Linked DNA regions of Mus musculus: region 2 is linked to region 1. Evidence: chromatin contacts called from public promoter capture Hi-C data. All regions are on one chromosome and are shown on one strand. Each heading gives the region's core, a stretch centred on a gene start, on an enhancer-like site or on the middle of the called end of the contact. The rest is flanking DNA. Distances are from core to core; before and after follow the strand shown.

What was found. Capture Hi-C pulls out chosen DNA fragments and counts their contacts.
Region 2: a promoter capture Hi-C map of liver shows a contact between it and region 1. The contact joins the promoter of Amigo1 here to the promoter of Gstm2 in region 1. A contact is called at or near these places in 3 of 39 promoter capture datasets (the 3T3-L1 cell line, hematopoietic stem and progenitor cells and liver), 1 of 115 datasets of contacts at active chromatin or transcription factors (embryonic stem cells) and 2 of 9 other capture datasets (adipose tissue and liver).

The regions. Positions count from the first base shown.
Region 1 is chr3:107,983,251-107,988,202 of GRCm38.p6, reverse strand. It overlaps Gstm2 (glutathione S-transferase, mu 2), which reads left to right and starts at 1,783. Exons shown (of 8, transcript NM_008183.4): 1 at 1,783-1,845; 2 at 2,094-2,169; 3 at 2,521-2,585; 4 at 2,875-2,956; 5 at 3,054-3,154; 6 at 3,979-4,074; 7 at 4,157-4,267. The coding sequence starts at 1,810.
Region 2 is chr3:108,182,503-108,187,538 of GRCm38.p6, reverse strand. It overlaps Amigo1 (adhesion molecule with Ig like domain 1), which reads right to left and starts at 1,250. Exons shown (of 2, transcript NM_146137.3): 1 at 861-1,250; 2 at 1-448. The coding sequence starts at 352.

The DNA of each region.
Region 1 (4,952 bases), core at 534-3,033:
TAATGATTTCTACCTGTTTGGCTGTGTTTTCCTGCTTTTCTTTAAGGGCCTGTAACTCTTTAGCAGTGCTCTCCTGTAATTCTTTAAGTGACTTATGAAAGTCCTTCTTGATGTCCTCTATCATCATCATGAGAAATGTTTTAAAATCTGGGTCTAGATTTTCGGTTGTGTTGGGGTGCCCAGGACTAGGTGGGGTGGGAGTGCTGCGTTCTGATGATGGTGAGTGGTCTTGATTTCTGTTAGTAGGATTCTTATGTTTGCCTTTCGCCATCTGGTAATCTCTGAAGCTAGCTGTTTTAGTTGTCACTGTTAAGAGCTTGTTCTTCAGGTGACTCTGTTAGCCTCTATAAGCAGACCTGGAGGGTAGCACTCTCCTTAGTTTCAGTGGGCAGAGTATTCTCTGCAGGCAAGCTCTCTTCTTGCAGGGCAGGTACCCAGATATCTGGTGTTCGAACCAGACTCCTGGCAGAAGTTGTGTTCCACTCACCAGAGGTCTTAGGATCCCGTGGGGAGTCCCGTGTGGGCCCTTGCGGGTGTTGGGCAAGACTCTGCTGGCCTAAACTTCAAGTCTTACATTAAGGCCATTGATTTATTTGTATCCCTTCCTGTCTGCCCCCCACCCCGGGATGAGAAATAGGAATCTCACTTCTATTATTATTTTTGTTTTTTTGAGTACATTGTAGCTGTCTTCAGACATACCAGAAGAGGGCATTGGATCCCATTACAGATGGTTGTGAGCCACCACATGGTTGCTGGGACTTGAACTCAGGACCTCTGGAAGAGCAATTAGTGCTCTTAACTGTTGAGCCATCTCTCCAGTCCCTCACTTCTAGTTTCTCTGTGTGTGGATATCTAGTTTTATTTTTTCCCCTTTTTTATAGAGTGACTAGTAATCCATGGTGCACGTGGACTGCACTTTCATCGTACATTTGTCAGAGAATGGGTTCTTAGATGCCATCTATTTTTTAGCTCAGGTAAATTGTGTTCCCCTGTCATTCTAATTTCATTTCCTGTGGATGTATATCGAGTATTGCTGGATCACGTGGTAGCTCTAGTTTTGTCTTTTCGAGGAACACCAGGTTGTTTTCCCTAACGGTTGTGACAGTTGATACTCTTACCTGCAGTGTCGAATGTTCTCTCCTGCCCACAGTCTCACCAGCCCCCATGTGCGAATGGCAGTTCTTTCTGGGGAAGGTGTATCACACTGTGGTTTGCTTTACATCTTTCCAGTGCCCAGTGATCCTGAATATCTGTACTGCATCCACTGGTCGTACCTGTATGTGGCTCTGTTGCCCAGCTTAGCAGAGTCCTGCATGCCCTCTGCTGTCTATGATAAGCTATAGACCACAGAGACATTAATCTCTCAGGCTTGAGGTGTCCTGTTTTGTCCTGGCTCAGCCACCAGGAGCCACCCAGAACCCAGGAAGGGAGTTGATAATGAAGAAGGGACAATGTCAGGAAGATAATAACAGGGTTCCACTTTGACCATCAAGAATGTCCCTAGCTGCACAACTGTTCTCCATGGAAACAGCACGCTAGAGCAAGAAGAGGGAGTTGCTGACACAGGTGCTAGCCCATTCCCATCTTTTATTTCTGACTGCTTAGACTGGTTCCTGAGATTAGCTATATCTTGCCCTGCCCCTGGATCCCTGGCTCCTTCCTTCAACTGGAATGTCTGAAATTTGAGACACTGTAGGCCAATGGTCCAATAGAAAGCCATATCCAGGTCCCGCCTCTTCCTTGCCTAAGACATTATCAGGAAGCTCAGACTAGCAAGGCCCGGGTTGGTCTGCTCTGGACACCAGCACTATGCCTATGACACTAGGTTACTGGGACATCCGTGGGGTGAGTGAGAACGCTTCTGCTGGGTGGGACAGGGGTGGGGTGGGGAGTAGCTAGGGAACTGATTTCCAGGAGATAGACTGAGTTCAGAAGTTGTTGGAAGTTCAAACACGAGAGCTTGTGCTTATGTGGTATGTGTGTGTGAGCTTGTGGGGAGACAGTTACGTGTAAGATGTAGGCTCACCAAGAATCAGCAGAGTCAGACTGTCAGGGTTTTGCAATCTGTGACTTGTCATATGTCATCTTTCCAGCTGGCTCACGCCATCCGCCTGCTCCTGGAATACACAGACACAAGCTATGAGGACAAGAAATACACCATGGGGGACGGTGATTACACCCTGTTTCTCAGGCCCCTGCTCCCCTGCTAACTGGTGCCTAGAGACACTGCTCTGACACCCTGTTGCTCAGCTCTACAGAGCTCCTGGAGTTGGATTTAGAAACTGTCTCTTCCAGATACTGTTTTGAATTTGGGGGGCTGGGTTCTCTTTTCAACTAATTGGCTTATTCAAACCTTTTGAAAATCTTAGTGATATACAGTCCACAGTCCTCAGAAGCATTGTCTACTCTTGGGTGAGGCTGCAGATCTTCTTGGGGGTGTTCTCATACCTGACTCCTTCCCTAGAGAAGGAAGCTGGGATACTGGCATGATTTCTTTTCACATCCTCTTGTCCACCACAGCTCCTGACTATGACCGAAGCCAGTGGCTGAGTGAGAAGTTCAAGCTGGGCCTGGACTTTCCCAATGTAGGTGGAGGAGGAAAGGAGGTTTGGGGAAGACACACTGTTCTCACCTCATCTCCTGGCCTGGCTGAGGGTTGGGGGTCAGTGTTTCTGCTCTCCTGCTCCATCCCTGTTGGCTGCACAGTGTTTCTGTGATGGGCTGTGTCCCAGCTCTCCCATTCAGTGCACACTGTGCCCATGGAGGGCTTCCCATGGCAGGCAGGCTGAGTGTCAGGCCCTGTGTCTGCTCTCACCCAGAGAAAGGATTCAGGTGCCCCATATCCCACCTGACCCTCCCTGCTTGTCCATCCAGCTGCCCTACTTGATTGATGGATCACACAAGATCACCCAGAGCAATGCCATCCTGCGCTACCTTGCCCGAAAGCACAACCTGTGTGAGTGGGGCTGGCTGCAGGGTGGAGGATAGTAGTCATTTTCTAGGCTTATCTGGAGTGGGATGCTGAGGGTGAGTCTGGCCTGTGTGTGCTGCAGGTGGAGAGACAGAGGAGGAGAGGATTCGTGTGGACATTTTGGAGAACCAGGCTATGGACACCCGCATACAGTTGGCCATGGTTTGCTACAGCCCTGACTTTGTGAGTTGGAGCTGGCCCCACACTCTTGCCCTTGCATCTGCTCTGGCCCTGTTTGCCACCAGAGCCTCTCAGTGCTGCTCATGGCACAGTGTTTGAAATTGCCAACAGAGTAACCTCAAAGCTTAGTTTGCCAAATGAAAACTTCCAGTCATTGGCCTAAGGTCCAGTCCAGACTCTCGACAGTGACACTTTAGTCCCTGATAGGACAGACAGAGTTCGATCCCTCCAGGTCTAAGTGCTGGTTCTGTCCTGAGTCATGTCTTTCTGTTGTCCTGGAGTCTTGCCATGTCTGCAGATTGCACACTCATGGGAAGAAGACACTGAGGATAGGGGACACTCTCCTCCTAAATGGCTTCCCAGAGCTGTGTCCTTGACACACTCAGAGATAAGCAGATGTCCCCAATAGGCAACTCAGTCAGCCAAAAGCCTTTGATCCTGCGCCTGTTTCCTTTTGTCCTCTCAAATTCACCCCATCTCTTTGGAACCTGTACTGAAGTCCTCACCGCACTAGTAGGTAGAGCACGGCCTGTTTCCTGGACGATTTCAGTTGTTTGCTTCTGCCTCATGTAAGGTCAGAGTTCAGAGCCATGTGCTCAAAGCCGTCTCATGCACAGTGGTCCTGACAATGGTGGTAGAGACCAGGAGACAGGGCTGTATCCTGTTGGGCTGTCTAATCATTCTAACTAAATGCTTGGATATCATCCCTGACTGAATCTCATGTAGGTGACTTCTCCTCTGCTTGCTGGGGCCTGCACAGCCCTGTGAGGCCAGCCTCTGCCAGGGGGTCTGTGTCTGAAAGTGGTGACAGTTGTTTTCTGCTTCAGGAGAAAAAGAAGCCAGAGTACTTAGAGGGTCTCCCTGAGAAGATGAAGCTCTACTCTGAGTTTCTGGGCAAGCAGCCATGGTTTGCAGGGAACAAGGTAAAGGGAGGGGGTGGGAAGGAGGGGTTGCCATCCTTTCCAAGCATCAAATTCCAGAGCACTCACCCTTGGCTTCCTGCAGGTCACCTATGTGGATTTTCTTGTTTATGATGTCCTTGATCAACACCGAATATTTGAGCCCAAGTGCCTGGATGCCTTCCCAAACCTGAAGGACTTCATGGGTCGCTTTGAGGTGATGCCCTGATCTCACTTCCTCTTGAATGCCCTACTTCCCTCCCCTGTTTCCAGACTGCCTTTCTACTCCTTCAAATGGAAACGAAAATGATTAGCTTTTGTTAAGCATGGAACTGTGTTCAGTTCTTTCATCTCTTGCATGGAATTTCCCATCACACCCTGCGTTTTGTGTGAACTTATCAGCTCCATTGGATCGTGTTGGGAGCTGATTGTGAAGACTGTCAGCTTTTCAGGGAACCAGTACCACTGGAAGGGGTTGTGGTTTTCTCCTGTGTGCTTCTCGTGACCAAAAAACAAAGGCAGTAGATCCACCTGATGCCAAAGGAGAGAAGTCATAAGTTGTCATGGAGCCTGGATTTTCCAGCCCTGAAGCCTATGGAAACCCAGGACATGGCCAGAGTGTGTAGGGTGTACTATTCAGGATTGATGTACAGTACCAAGATGCTATATCCATATGGCCTGTAGAATTCTTTGCTTAGTCGGGTCCCTGACTGGGGAAGCACTGGGACTCAGGACTACAGCTAGTGCTGCGTAGACAGTTCACTGCTGCTGCAGGATTTTATCTTAAATTGTTCAATATTTAGGCATCCTGTTCCTTTCCTTTTATTTTCCTCCTCAGCAACATCTTGATGTTTGTCTGTAAAATCATTATAGTGGGATTTCACTGCCATCTTCATCCATCT
Region 2 (5,036 bases), core at 1-2,500, 200 kb before region 1:
AGAGGTCCAAGTACCTAAGGTTGGGTACGGGGACGAAGGCCTCGGAGGAGATGAAGTTCAGGTGGTTGTGGCTCAGCAGCAGGGAGTGCAGGTTGGTCAGCCGGGTGGGGGTCCACTCGGCCCGCAGCCTGCTCAAGTTGTTGTGGCTGAGGTCCAGCAGTGCTGTGTAGCTGGGCAAAGATTGGGGCACATTGGGCAGCTGCTGCTTGGAGCAGCTGAGGATGTTGCTGGCGCACAGGCAGTTGGCGGGACAACTAACCACAGATCGGCCGGCCCTGGCTACCTCAAAGAGAAGCAGGAACACGGAGAGCAGCAGGAGCCAGAGGCCTCGCAGGTCACGCTGGGGTTGCATAGTGTCACTGGGAAGAGCGAGGAAGGCCACAGGATCTGGGAGGGAGTCACCCCGGCATGTTCTGGTGGAGTATGGAAGGGTCACTTTCACTACAGGCTTGGGAGAAAGAGGATGGGTTTGTAGTCACCAAAGACTCAAGAGGGAAAGACCACCACTCCCACTTTCCTCTCCCACCCTTTGGTGAGCAGAGAGGGTAAGCTATCCCGGGTAGTTCCCAGGCACAGTGAGGCAGGCTGTGGGCTCAAAATACTAGGACATCAGAGGCATAGGCGCAAAGGCCCAGTGGGCTGGGGTCGCCGGTCTAGAGTGAGAGTGTACACAGCGTGTCCCCTGTGGTGGCAGTGGTGGGGTGTCACCAGGGATTGCAAGCTCTGGGTTTGGAGGCGGGGTCATCAGGGCCTTTCCCGAGGAACCCAGGGAAGGTCAACAGGGTACTAGGCTGAGAAGGGCCGAAGGTTCCCGGGGCCTGTGGCGCGGGTTCCCTCCCTAGACCCTCGGGTCACTGCACCTGCTCGGCGAGGATGCGTCTCAGCCCATGGCCAGTCCAGGAGCTCCGTCGCGGCCTCCCCCGTCCGCGCCTCCCCGGCCGGCCTGTCACAGCGCCCAGCGTACGTAGGGGCCCGCGCCCGGCGACATCGCCTGCGAGGAACTTGCTGGGTTCCGCGCTGTCCACCCGCGCCGCCGCCGCGCCCGGACCGCCGCGCCCGTCCACCCGAGCCCACCTGGCACGACTGCCGCCTCCGGAGCCACGGGCCAGGCGAGAAGCAGTGCGGCGAGCGGGAGACGCCGCGATCCCAGCCGAGGGAGCAGCGTGGGGGCAGCGAGCACCGCGCGCGCGCCCGCCCGCCCGCCGCCGCCCGCCGCCGCCGCCGCCGGAGCCTCCGGGCGCGTGCGCGCGGCGGGGGCGGGGCGCACGTGCGTGTGTTTGTCTCCGGCTCCCGGCGGACGCGCGGGCTGCCGGCTGCAGTCGGGGGTCATTTCCTCTGCCATCCCGGGCTGGGCCCAGAGCTAGCGAGCGTGGCCCCTCAAAGCGCCTCTCTTCCCTAGCCTCCCTTTCTCCATTCTCTTCATGCCCCAGTAACGTTCCTCCTACCCAAACCCCCTGTCGGGAAAAGTAAGTCTAAGAGTAGTGAGTTCGCTGGAACCAGTGAACTGACTCTGGGACAAGAAGCGGCACGCGTCTTTTAATTTTCCAAATTAAAGAAATCTGGCTCGCCTCCCGCTGTCAGTGTTGGCGGGAAATTCATTAGTCACGTTTTTTTTTTTTTTTTTTTTCGTTCCTTCTGCTTTCTCTGCGCAGCTGTGAAGTCACTAAAATTTGGGAGAAGAGCTTTATTTTGCTTTTTTGTTTTTGTTTTTGTTCTTCCCTCTCTACTTTTGATGTCACTAGTCTATACTTCTTGGAGTACCATAGAAGAACACAGCTGCTTAGCCTGCAAGCTTGCTAGTCACGACTGGGCTTGGGAGGCGTGTCCTTCCACAGACAACCCACCTTGCCTCCCCACTTCCCGTCCTATCCAGCTCTCCCATTTATCTTCTTCCCGAAGCAGTACCTGCACTTCCTGGTTGTCAGATCTTGATACTTTCTCTATTAATTCTCAAAGGTGAAGACCAGTGGTGGGCGTTGAGGTGTTTTCTGTAAGATGGTTTCTGTAAGATGGCCTCCCTAAGCACAAAGAAGCTGTTAATCAAAGTATGAAAATTGATGATTGGGGGCAAGGCCCAGGAATGACCAAGACCATGTCATCCAAGAATTCATTCTTGAGATACTGGGCACAGAGGGAGAAATTAGCAAGTTTTTCTTTCCAGTCTTTTACAGTAGCAAGACCACACCTGAAATTAACCTCTCAACAAATTAGCTTGCTAAGAGTTTAAAAAAGAAAAAAGCTAGATCTCTCCCATGTTTTACTGTGAATTTAAGTGACTGTATTATCTCTTCTAGGGGTATTAGCACATTAAACTTATGCATGATCTGGAAAGATTTTTTTTTTTCCTCTTTCCTGTTTAATCCAGGCATGGTGAAAAGTCGAGAAGGGTGAGTAGTCCTTTTTGGAGGAGAAGGAAAGAGGAATCAGGAAATCAATGGCTGTGAAACACAATTTCTGTTGGCTAGAGATGCTAGGGTATTTCTCAGTTACAGGCACATGCCACGTGGAAGCTCGGTCATCAGAAAACTTGACTGGGACGGGAGGGTCAGCTTTCACAGAGGGTCACATGAGTCCCTCAGATGGTTGGCTGTTGTTGTCAAGAAACCTCAATGACTCTCCAGGTCAGGTCTCAAGACTGCTTAAGTGCCCTGATGGAACAGCTTCTGGCAGGTGAGAGATCCAAGAGCCTGCAAGACAGAAGTCACAATGACCCAGCTCTTTCAAGTCTTGCTGCCATCTCCACTTTGTTCACAGAGACAGATCCTGATGGAAAGAGACCACACAAGGGCATGAATTCCAGTAGAAGAGGATTGCTGGGGGACCTCTTGAAGCTGTTATCATACACATGGTCTCTGAAGTTGCATCTTCCTTTCTTTCTTTCTTTCTTTCTTTCTTTCTTTCTTTCTTTCTTTCTTTCCTTTGGGTTTTTCTCGAGACAGGGTTTCTCTATGTAGGCTGTCCTGGAACTCACTCTGTAGACCAGGCTGGCCTCGAACTCAGAAATCCATCTGCCTCTGCCTCCCAAGTGCTGGGATTAAAGATGTGCACCACCACTGCCCAACGCATCTATTTTTTAATTTTGAAAATTTTTCAATCATACTGAAAGTATGCAATGAACGCCTATAAATCCACTATCCTTATTCAATAGCTGACAAGGAAATACTATCATTGTATTTTATGCAAATATCCCTGGAAAAAATGCATGTTCCCCCTACTCTGCTTTGCCCTCCCCTACATTTCCTTTAGACTCCAGCATTCTAGGCTCTCATCTAACTGTCTATCCTTCTATCTGTCTATCCGTCTATCCCATTCCTCTTTCTACTATGTTTGAAGGTAGGGAAAACAAGGTAACAAAAAGGAAAAGGGCCCTTTGAGCTGGACATCAGTTTTAAGGGTTGGTACCTAAGCCAGGTGGTTGTGGTACACCCTTTTAATCATAATACTTGGCAGAGGCAGAGGCAGAGGCAGAGGCAGAGGCAGAGGCAGAGGCAGAGGCAGAGGCAGAGGCAGAGGCAGAGGCAGAGGCAGAGGCAGAGGCAGAGGCAGAGGCAGAGGCAGAGGCAGAGGCAGAGGCAGAGAGGCAGAGGCTGAGAGGCAGAGGCAGAGAGGCAAAGGCAGGTGATCTCTGAGTTCTAGGCCAGCCTGGTCTACAGAGAGAGTTCCAAGACAGCCAGGACTACACAAAGAAACTCTGTCTTGAAAAACAAACAAACAAACAAACAACAAAAGAGTTGGTATCTGTAATTTGGATAGCTCTTCAGTCTCTTAATCTCAAGTACACTTAAATTTTAAAAAATATGCATACAAACCACTGAGGACTCTTGTTAATAGTGAGATTCTGAATCACTAGTCCAGAGAGGGGCCCAGTAGCCTGTGGTTCTAACATGCGAGATGTTAGTGCTTTGGATCCACAGACCATGTGTTGAGTCACAAGAGGCTAGGCGTAGCCATTACTCAGCACATTTGGCTATTGGAATTAATTACAAATAAATAGCATTAGAAACCACATCTTCGGTTTTCCTAGCCACGCTGAAAATAGCAGTGACATGTGGCCAGCTACCCAGTAGAACAAGGCATTGTCCCAGGAAGTCCTTTGGGTGGCACTGTATAGAGAATTGACTCATAATAACTCTCCCACAGCTTCTTTTGAAGCCAAACAACTATCTATTAATTCACAACAAAAGACAACCTGTGCAGGATAAATAGCAACAGGTTATTTATAGTCTGCATTTATTTCCTCTTGCTGGAATAGATCAACTCAGTGTTGCTAACTACAATTTCAAAGGTTATTTGTCTAGCTCAGGGCTTGAACAAAAGAGACCGCTTGCATCTACTAGCTTATGAGCCTGGATGAATTGAATCCCTCCACACTAGGAGTATTTTTTCTTCTGTTGGACTGACTGATATTGACCATTGGAATCAAAGTAGAGAATGGTGGGGGAAGACACCCTTTAAGGATGCTAAGTTTCGGGTCTGGAGAACACAAAAATTTGGGGCTGAGGATATACTTAGTTGGTAGAGTGCTTGCCTAGCATTCAAGACACCTCAGTTTGATAAGGACCAGCATGGGTTATATAAAGTCCCACCTTAAAAATTAAAATAAAAAATAAGTAATAAGCAAGAATCCAAAATCTAGTTTGTGTGTGTGTGTGTAGGGGGGTGTACCATGTGTGTAGGTGCCCTTGAGGGTGTTGGATCCTGTGGAGCTGGAGTTTGTGAATGTCTGATGTGGGTGCTGGGAACTTAGCTCCTCTCTGCAAGAGCAGTAGGTGCTCTTAACTGCTGAGAGTCTCCCCAGCCCCAGTGGGTGCTTTTTTTTTTTTTTTTTAGATATATTTATTTTATGTATATGATTATACTGTGGCTGTCTTCAGACACACCAGAAGAGGACACCAGATCCCATTACAGATGGTTGTGAGCCACCATGTGGTTGCTGGGAATTGAACTCAGGGCCTTGGGAAGAGCTTAATCAGTGCTCTTAACCACCGAGCCATCTCTCCAGCCCCTAAACTGGATATTTTAAGTGGGTTTTTTTT